Linked DNA regions of Danio rerio: region 1 is linked to region 2. Evidence: chromatin contacts called from public Micro-C data. All regions are on one chromosome and are shown on one strand. Each heading gives the region's core, a stretch centred on a gene start, on an enhancer-like site or on the middle of the called end of the contact. The rest is flanking DNA. Distances are from core to core; before and after follow the strand shown.

The links. A called contact is a pair of places that touch in the nucleus more often than the background predicts.
Region 1: a Micro-C map of caudal fin shows a contact between it and region 2, with 4 times the contacts expected there. The contact joins the promoter of alcama here to the enhancer-like site in region 2. A contact is called at or near these places in 2 of 18 Hi-C or Micro-C datasets (caudal fin and an unstated tissue) and 1 of 4 datasets of contacts at active chromatin or transcription factors (embryo).

The regions. Positions count from the first base shown.
Region 1 is chr10:33,756,822-33,760,546 of GRCz12tu, forward strand. alcama (activated leukocyte cell adhesion molecule a) reads right to left here and starts at 2,304. Exons shown (of 16, transcript NM_131000.1): 1 at 2,088-2,304. The coding sequence starts at 2,145. The region is part of intron 4 of LOC141376396 (a long non-coding RNA gene); the gene reads left to right.
Region 2 is chr10:33,721,956-33,725,619 of GRCz12tu, forward strand. All of the region lies in intron 1 of alcama (activated leukocyte cell adhesion molecule a), which reads right to left. All of the region lies in intron 4 of LOC141376396 (a long non-coding RNA gene), which reads left to right. Among named protein-coding and RNA genes, the nearest start is that of alcama, 35 kb to the right of the region's middle. Within about 2 kb of position 1,881, at least 3 of the 62 cell types and tissues checked have an H3K27ac peak or open chromatin away from gene starts, as enhancers often do. A contact at or near this core is called in caudal fin, where this site is marked.

The DNA.
Region 1 (3,725 bases), core at 1,054-3,553, 35 kb after region 2:
TATCACATGATGTGGATTTTCCTGTTGTGTGATGGAGCTTCCATAATTTTATGATAAACATATTCGAAATGATTTTTACCAAATGTCGCATTAAACTGTATGTGGCACACAGTTAAATACCTAAAAAAGTAAATGCTGTATATTTAGAAAGTGTGTGGGCAGGTGACAAATTGCATGTGAATTACCTTTTTAAATGATCAACATTTCAGTTCAAAATGTATGTGACAGACACATTGTTTGCTCTCCACAACTTTCAAAGAACATTTCCCCTAATTAGTTTAGTTTTAAATGCTGCCCGCTGTGGAGCACATGATTTTGAATAAACATCTTTCAATAATGTGAGGTTATGCAATTAATGTGAGCAATTATAAACTCTAAATGCTTTTAAACTCACTTGAGATGAAGTATAGAGGGCCAAACCAAAGGACATGCTGGCTGTATTTCAAGCCAAAACACATGTGTGCACTGCTTTGAAATAATATTAAAATCATAGGTCTATCTATCTATTCATCTAGACAGACAGACAGACAGACAGACAGACAGACAGACAGATAGACAGATAGATAGATAGATAATAATATTATTATTCAAGAAAACGTTCCAAAAAGAATAATGAGCACTACTAGCTGTTGCAACATCCACCTCCACCATCCAAGTTATCAATCATTCTACCGCCTTATCATAGCTTCGTAGCATCTCAATGAAGACGAATAAAGACAGCAATCTCCAATGAATTTTGATGAGCAAACTAACATGTGACACTGATAAAACCATACACCAGTCAAATGACTGAATTTGTTACAAACAACACTCCACCTCCGCAGCCTCTCGTGAGCAAGCACACGCTCGTTCTCGCTCTCTCTCTCTTTCTCTCTACCACACACACAAACACACAAGCACGCGCGCACACACATAGCGCACAGACGCGCTCAAAGATTCACGCTGGGCAGCGATGTTCGCGCGCACCTCAAAACCCTTGACTTTAATTAGCAAATAACTTTAAATAATGAGAGTAGGCTGTGCAATCCAAAAATAAAGCAGTGGCTTATGGATAAAACAAGTAGAAATACAAATATTGTATCATAGCATGGATTTAGAATGAATGGGTACTGCAGCGACCCCACAGTAAAATACATTTAGTAGTCTGAAATGCAAAAAGGAAAACTTAATTGCAGTCGCGTTAGTTGATTTGGATCTTATCTGTGAATCCATGATCCATATCACAAAAACACACTGAGTGTTTAGTACTGCAAACGATCCAGTTTTCACGGAGTCCGTGATCGGGGGACCGGTTACATTCGTTTTGTTCGTGCAAATTCATGCAGTATGGATTTAGTTGGCGTAAAGTAATGCACATAGGTTTGTGAATATGCAGCTCATTTTTTCTTAGGGCACAATTAATTCATTGTGTTTCAATAGAATTACCCATTAATATATAAGTGTATGTATCACGAAACAACAGCACTAACAACATTAGAGTGACTAAAACAAACAGGACGTGCTGGAATTATTGGCTAATTTGTCCCTTCATGGTCCGCGTTTAGTTTCTATTTGTGTCTTAGCCTACTCGTCTAGGTACAATAGAGATGGGGATTCAGAAACGCGCAGGTGTGATGTCACTGCCATATATCCTATGTTTCTGCGAGTGATATCGTAGCTGAACCGAAACATAAATACGTAGTATTAACAGTACGTCGCGTGTCATCTCAAACTAAAAGTTGAAATGCTTGTACAGAGAATCCTTTTAAGTTTGAAACATCTATCACAGTCTCCTGCTGCTGGTCATAGAAAATAAATGAATGAGAGTGTTCTAGGCGGGCACAGATGGCTTAATCTTCTTCAGGTGGAGAGTTGACCTCTTGTTCTTAACGTGGGAGAAATGAAAAGTGCAACACATGACCTGGCAAATGATTGCCAACGAATCGCATCAAAGGCTATTAAAACACTTGTTGATGCTATATAAGGAAGTTTTTAAGTCGAATGGTCACTACAGGAACGATCCTCTTTAACATACTTTTTGCAAGCAGTACAACATGGAAGAATGAATGAGTGAGATTAATATTTTCCTAATAAATTAATTTACATACCTGGAGCAAACACAGCGGCAGCTATGAAGGCACCGAAAAGGCAGATAACCGAATGCATCCTTAAAGAAAACCCCGGTTCTCCTTTATACAGTCCGGCGACAGTCTCAATAGAGAGAGATGTAGGTCTGAAGTTGTTAGATAGTATTGAGAGTTGAGTGCGCTGAAAGATCAGACGGGTTGCTCTACAGAGCGCAGGTGGAGTCTGGAGCTTAGACGGGCAGCCAGTGGCGAGAGTGTGAAATCAGGCAGCAGAGTTGGGCTCTAAGCCCCGCCCCGCAACGCCTCCACCGACACGCCCTCTTCGGGTGAAGCGCCGTCGCTCCGGTAACATTTGACATATGCTGATGTTTCATCAACGCTGCAAAGTACAAGTAGGCTACATCTTGCGAGCACATAGGCGTAAGTTCGTTGTTGTTTTTTAACACTTCTGGCTGTATATATTCTAACCAAAGAATCCTAAATATGTTTCTGCAGGGTGCCATTGAGTTAATTTTGAGATTAAAATCTTAAATAAAGTTGAAATGGGCTAATCAAACATTTAATTAAATTTATAAGTAAACTCATACCACTGAAATAAATAAATCAATAATTAGATTAAAATAATAATTATTATTGCAAAATAATATTCATACATTTTTTTTTCAGCTAAGTCCCTATATTAATTTGGAGTTTGCTACAGCGGAATGAACCACCAACTTATACAGCATATGTTTTATGCAGCGGATGCCCTTCCAGCTGCAACCCAACACTGGGAAACACCCATACAGTCTCATTCACACATATACACAACAGACAATTTAGCTTTTTAGCATGCCTTTGGACTGTAGGGGAAACCGGAGCACCCGGAGAAAACCCACGCAAACACGGGGAGAACATGCAAACTCCACACAGAAATGCCAACTGGCCCAGCCGAGGCTCGAACCAGTGACCTTGCTGTGAGGTAACATCGCTACCCACTGCGCTCCGCCTGTAAAATATTGTATAACACAAAATGAATTAACTAATTAATTATTTCATTCATTCATTCACTTATTCATTTTCTTTTCGGCTTAGTCCCTTTATTAATCTGGGTTCACCACAGTGGAATGAACTGCCAACTTATCCAGCATATGTTTTACGGAGCGAATGCCCTTCCAGCTGCAACCTATCACTGGACAACATCCATACACTTTAACACAAAATATTTAACAGTATTAACACAAGCAATACATAATTTCATATCAGAATAAATAAATGTTTTAATACAAAATAATAAAAATATATATTCAAATAATGTTTTAGACTTGTTTATATTAATTTAGTAAAAAGGTTTACCTAGTTTTAATATGTAGGTCTATAAGTATAACTATAACTAACCCAACGCTTTTAACATTTTAGGACCCTTGTACATTCATTCATTCATTCATTCATTCATCCATTCATTCATTCATTCATTCATTCATTCATTCATTCATTCATTCATTCATTCATTCATTCATTCATTCAGATGGCCTTTGAATTACTTCAGTTTATATAAACCAACTTATTTAAATGACCAATTGTCATCTAGGCTCATCTAGGATTTGATTTAAATGATTTTTACAATACACATAAAAAACAATTGAATATGAGTCACACAGCCCAGTTTATTAGTGTGGA
Region 2 (3,664 bases), core at 631-3,130:
AATTTTTGAGTGTCGTTAAATGCATATGACAGTGATCTTAATCTTTACCATAAAAATTTGTGGTTACTTCTAAACTATAAATGATCACAGTACTTCTGTGTTATTTGACTGTTTGTTACTTCATAACTAAAAGACTTAAGGCTCAATCTCTTTCTTGATTTTTGTGTTTTTAGATTTGAATGCAGCGATTCGAAGAATTAACTAACATCCATCATTTATCATTTATGTTGCGTGGTTGTTGAGATCCCAATATTTTAATGATCCATTGTGCAGCTTACACTGAATGCATTGATGCAGGCTAAACAAATAGTAACATAAAACACCGTTAATAACCTTAGAAACCCACCACATCCCAAATAACCTACCACAACTTCTTCCGTCATCATTATATTTTACAGGAAAAACTAAACACTTTCATACATGTGATGTGAATGACGTGAGAGGTGATCTTTCATTACAAATCTAAGATTAATCTACCAGAAAAAAAATGAATTAATCGCTATGTTTGTATCGAAACATGGGTTGTGATCCGTATGAATCACTGATCAACCATGATTCAAAACACCCCTAGGAAACACCCATACACTCTCACATTCACGCACACACTCATACACCACGGCTAATTTAATTAATCCAATTCACCTTTAGCTCATGTCTTTGGACTGTGGGGGAAACCAGAGCACCCAGAGGAAACTCACATGAACACGGGAGAACATACAAACTCCATGCCAGCAACCTTCTTGCTGTGAGGTCACAGTGCTAACCACTAAGCCACCGTGCTGGCACATTATCTCCTTATTCTAAGCCTAAAGTGAATTTTAAGTTACTATTCTGATGATGTTGAATTCAAATTATATTGTATTAATTTAGCAAGCCAGCACTTTAAAGAGCAGAAAGTAAATGACACGAGGCTGAGTAAATGAAATTCATTTTTGGGGAACACATGGGAGCTGCAGTCAAAATCCCTGTTGACGGAAACCCTGTGGGGTGGCGATAAAACTTTCCTGAGGCTCTAAACAACACTCATATAAAAGTTACGATGAATGTGCAACTTCAAGCCACCTGCCAGCTTCAACTCCAAATCCACCCATGACGCTAAAGACATGCAAATGCCACAATGTTTTTCCTAATCTCATTTGGTAGGGGGAAAGGGTCTCTTAGAGGCCTGGGGGCAATTAGACACAACACTGAAGAAATGACAGCAGATGGTCTTGGGTTTCCACCAGAGCCTTACCTGGCTGCCTTCTCCTCCGTTACACACTTCACAACATTAATTATAAACTATAGCACTACTGCCACAAAGATGCCTGAAACGCATTGCCAAATCCAACTTTCTAAAAGTTGAACTCAGACTTCGGCTTCCTAATAAGCACCAATCCCATTACAGATGCAAGTGTTGAAAAAAAAGGGTTCAATACAGTAATACCGAGTTAATTGAAGCCTGTGGCCATCTTCTTTCTTGCTTTAGCGTGGTAACAGGCAGAGTTAATGAGGATGACCCCCTCTAGAGTAAGTCTGCTGTGAGCTTTGCTGGCTCCAGGATCTGCTGTGCCGATTTAGCGCACGGTCTTTTGCTATCAGACCTCCTTTTGTGTTGTTCACTCTCAACACAGCCCTAATCCTGACTAAAAGCCCTGATTCTGCAGTAATCCCAGCCAGTGTGTGAAGATGTGACAGAGGAAGCCATTGATCTTTGAGTTTACCCAGGGAGTTGGACTAGTGGCTTGTATTAAAGCTTCCCTACACTCACGGATGGCTGGTAGTGCTGGCACACGGAGCTGCATTTATTACTATTAATGTGAAGTATTTGGTGATCTCATCACGTCTGGCTGTGAGCGTGTGTGTGTTGACTTGCAGAGAGAGATCGAGGAAGCGAAAAGACAAACTCAGGCGGGCAGGTTGAGTCATACGCAGAGATAAACGTGGCATCTGAATGTGCTGCATACTAGAAATGCTGCCTGTAGATCTGCTCACATGTTACCCACTCAAAAGGGACTTCTTGTTGTTCTACAATTTATGATATTATATTGTTCTATTATTATTACAGGTTAACCACAACTCTTGCTTTAAAACAAATTGGGATGTGAAATACACACTTTCATTTACATATCAAGAATAGGCCAATAGGGATTGTTATTAGGGATGCTCTGATCAGGATTTTTGCAGCAGATACCAAGTACCGATTCCTTGCCATGGTGATCGGCCAATACAGATTACCGATTCTAATGCTTCAAGCTGTATAATGCAAGGACATTTTTCAAACAATATGAAATGGTAAAGAGAGGATCTTGCCTTGCCACATTTAGGTGTGAACATGGCCATAAGCAGCTTTACAGAAAACAAGTCATTCATTTATTTTAGTTCAGCTTAGTCCTTTATTCATCAGGGGTTTGCCACAGCATAATGAACCGCCACAGAAAATAATATAACACAGATATAAAAATTGGTAAGAAAAATTGTAACTTGAAAACATTGCAAATGAAGGAAGAATTCAATGTCTCAATCAAAACAAAGTTTGGAGCACATATTTGATGCATAAGAAGTTGAAATGCACACCTATAAATCTAATACTTCTTTACTAAAAGGAACTAGACCTAAAAGCTACTGTTTATTGTAATAAGTGTATTAAAAGTAGTTATATTATTAAATATTCATGTTAAAAAAATATTAAAAAGTTTTATTCATCTAATAATTCCACCCAGCTTTTAGTGAACTTGCAATATTGTCAAAAACACAGAACTTTCAGCTGTTAGAAAGGCCTAAATACATGAAAGACCATTCAAATATTTTGCTAGTCTCCAACTATTGACAGCAGATCCCTCAATGAGAGAGAGGGAGAGATTAACACTCGCAATATCTTTACTGCTCTATTCATTTAATCTAACAAATGTAATGCTTAGAACATCACTGTATCTCTTGCGATCTGTTTTCTTGCTCATTCAATCTAATTGCCTTGATTTCCAGGTATTTTACTAATTTTGTGGGATCACAGAGCCTATATTAACATGTGGAAGGCTTGTGGAGCTTCCGGGAGAGGTCATAAGGTTGGATGAGACACTAGATAGGGGCGATAGACTGCATAAACAGGTCGCACTACATCTGTATATATTTTAGCTGCTGTGAGATGAGGGCAGTGATTGCTCAAACCTCCACACATTATTTACCTCCTCATATGTTGTGACTGCTGCAGGCTATGTATAATAAACAGGAGCACACGTGCATGTTCCTCTGCTTGTAAACTCATAAACAAACACCTGCGATCGGTTCATGAGCTCAGCCAGATTGGCAAGTACCGATTGAGTCATTACATGTGATTATTGGCCAATACTAATCTTCAGCCAATCGATCGTAACAACCCTAATTGTTATTTTAGAAATTTCAAAAGGACAGCATTAATTTGAATAATAAAAGTTTGGTGACGTTATAAGCATCATTTTTGACGTATTAAATGTGTCAATTTATTTTATGATTTTAATTTGAACACAGATGTTAATTAATTCAGTGTCTCATTAGTTTGCACAAAATTATTAATGAGAGAAAAGCTTTGACAAGAAATATTTTTGAGCAGCAAGTCAGCATATAATGATTTCTGAAGTATCATGTGATGGCATAATATTTAAAATGCAGCTATGCCATCACAGGAACAAAATGCTGTTTAAACATT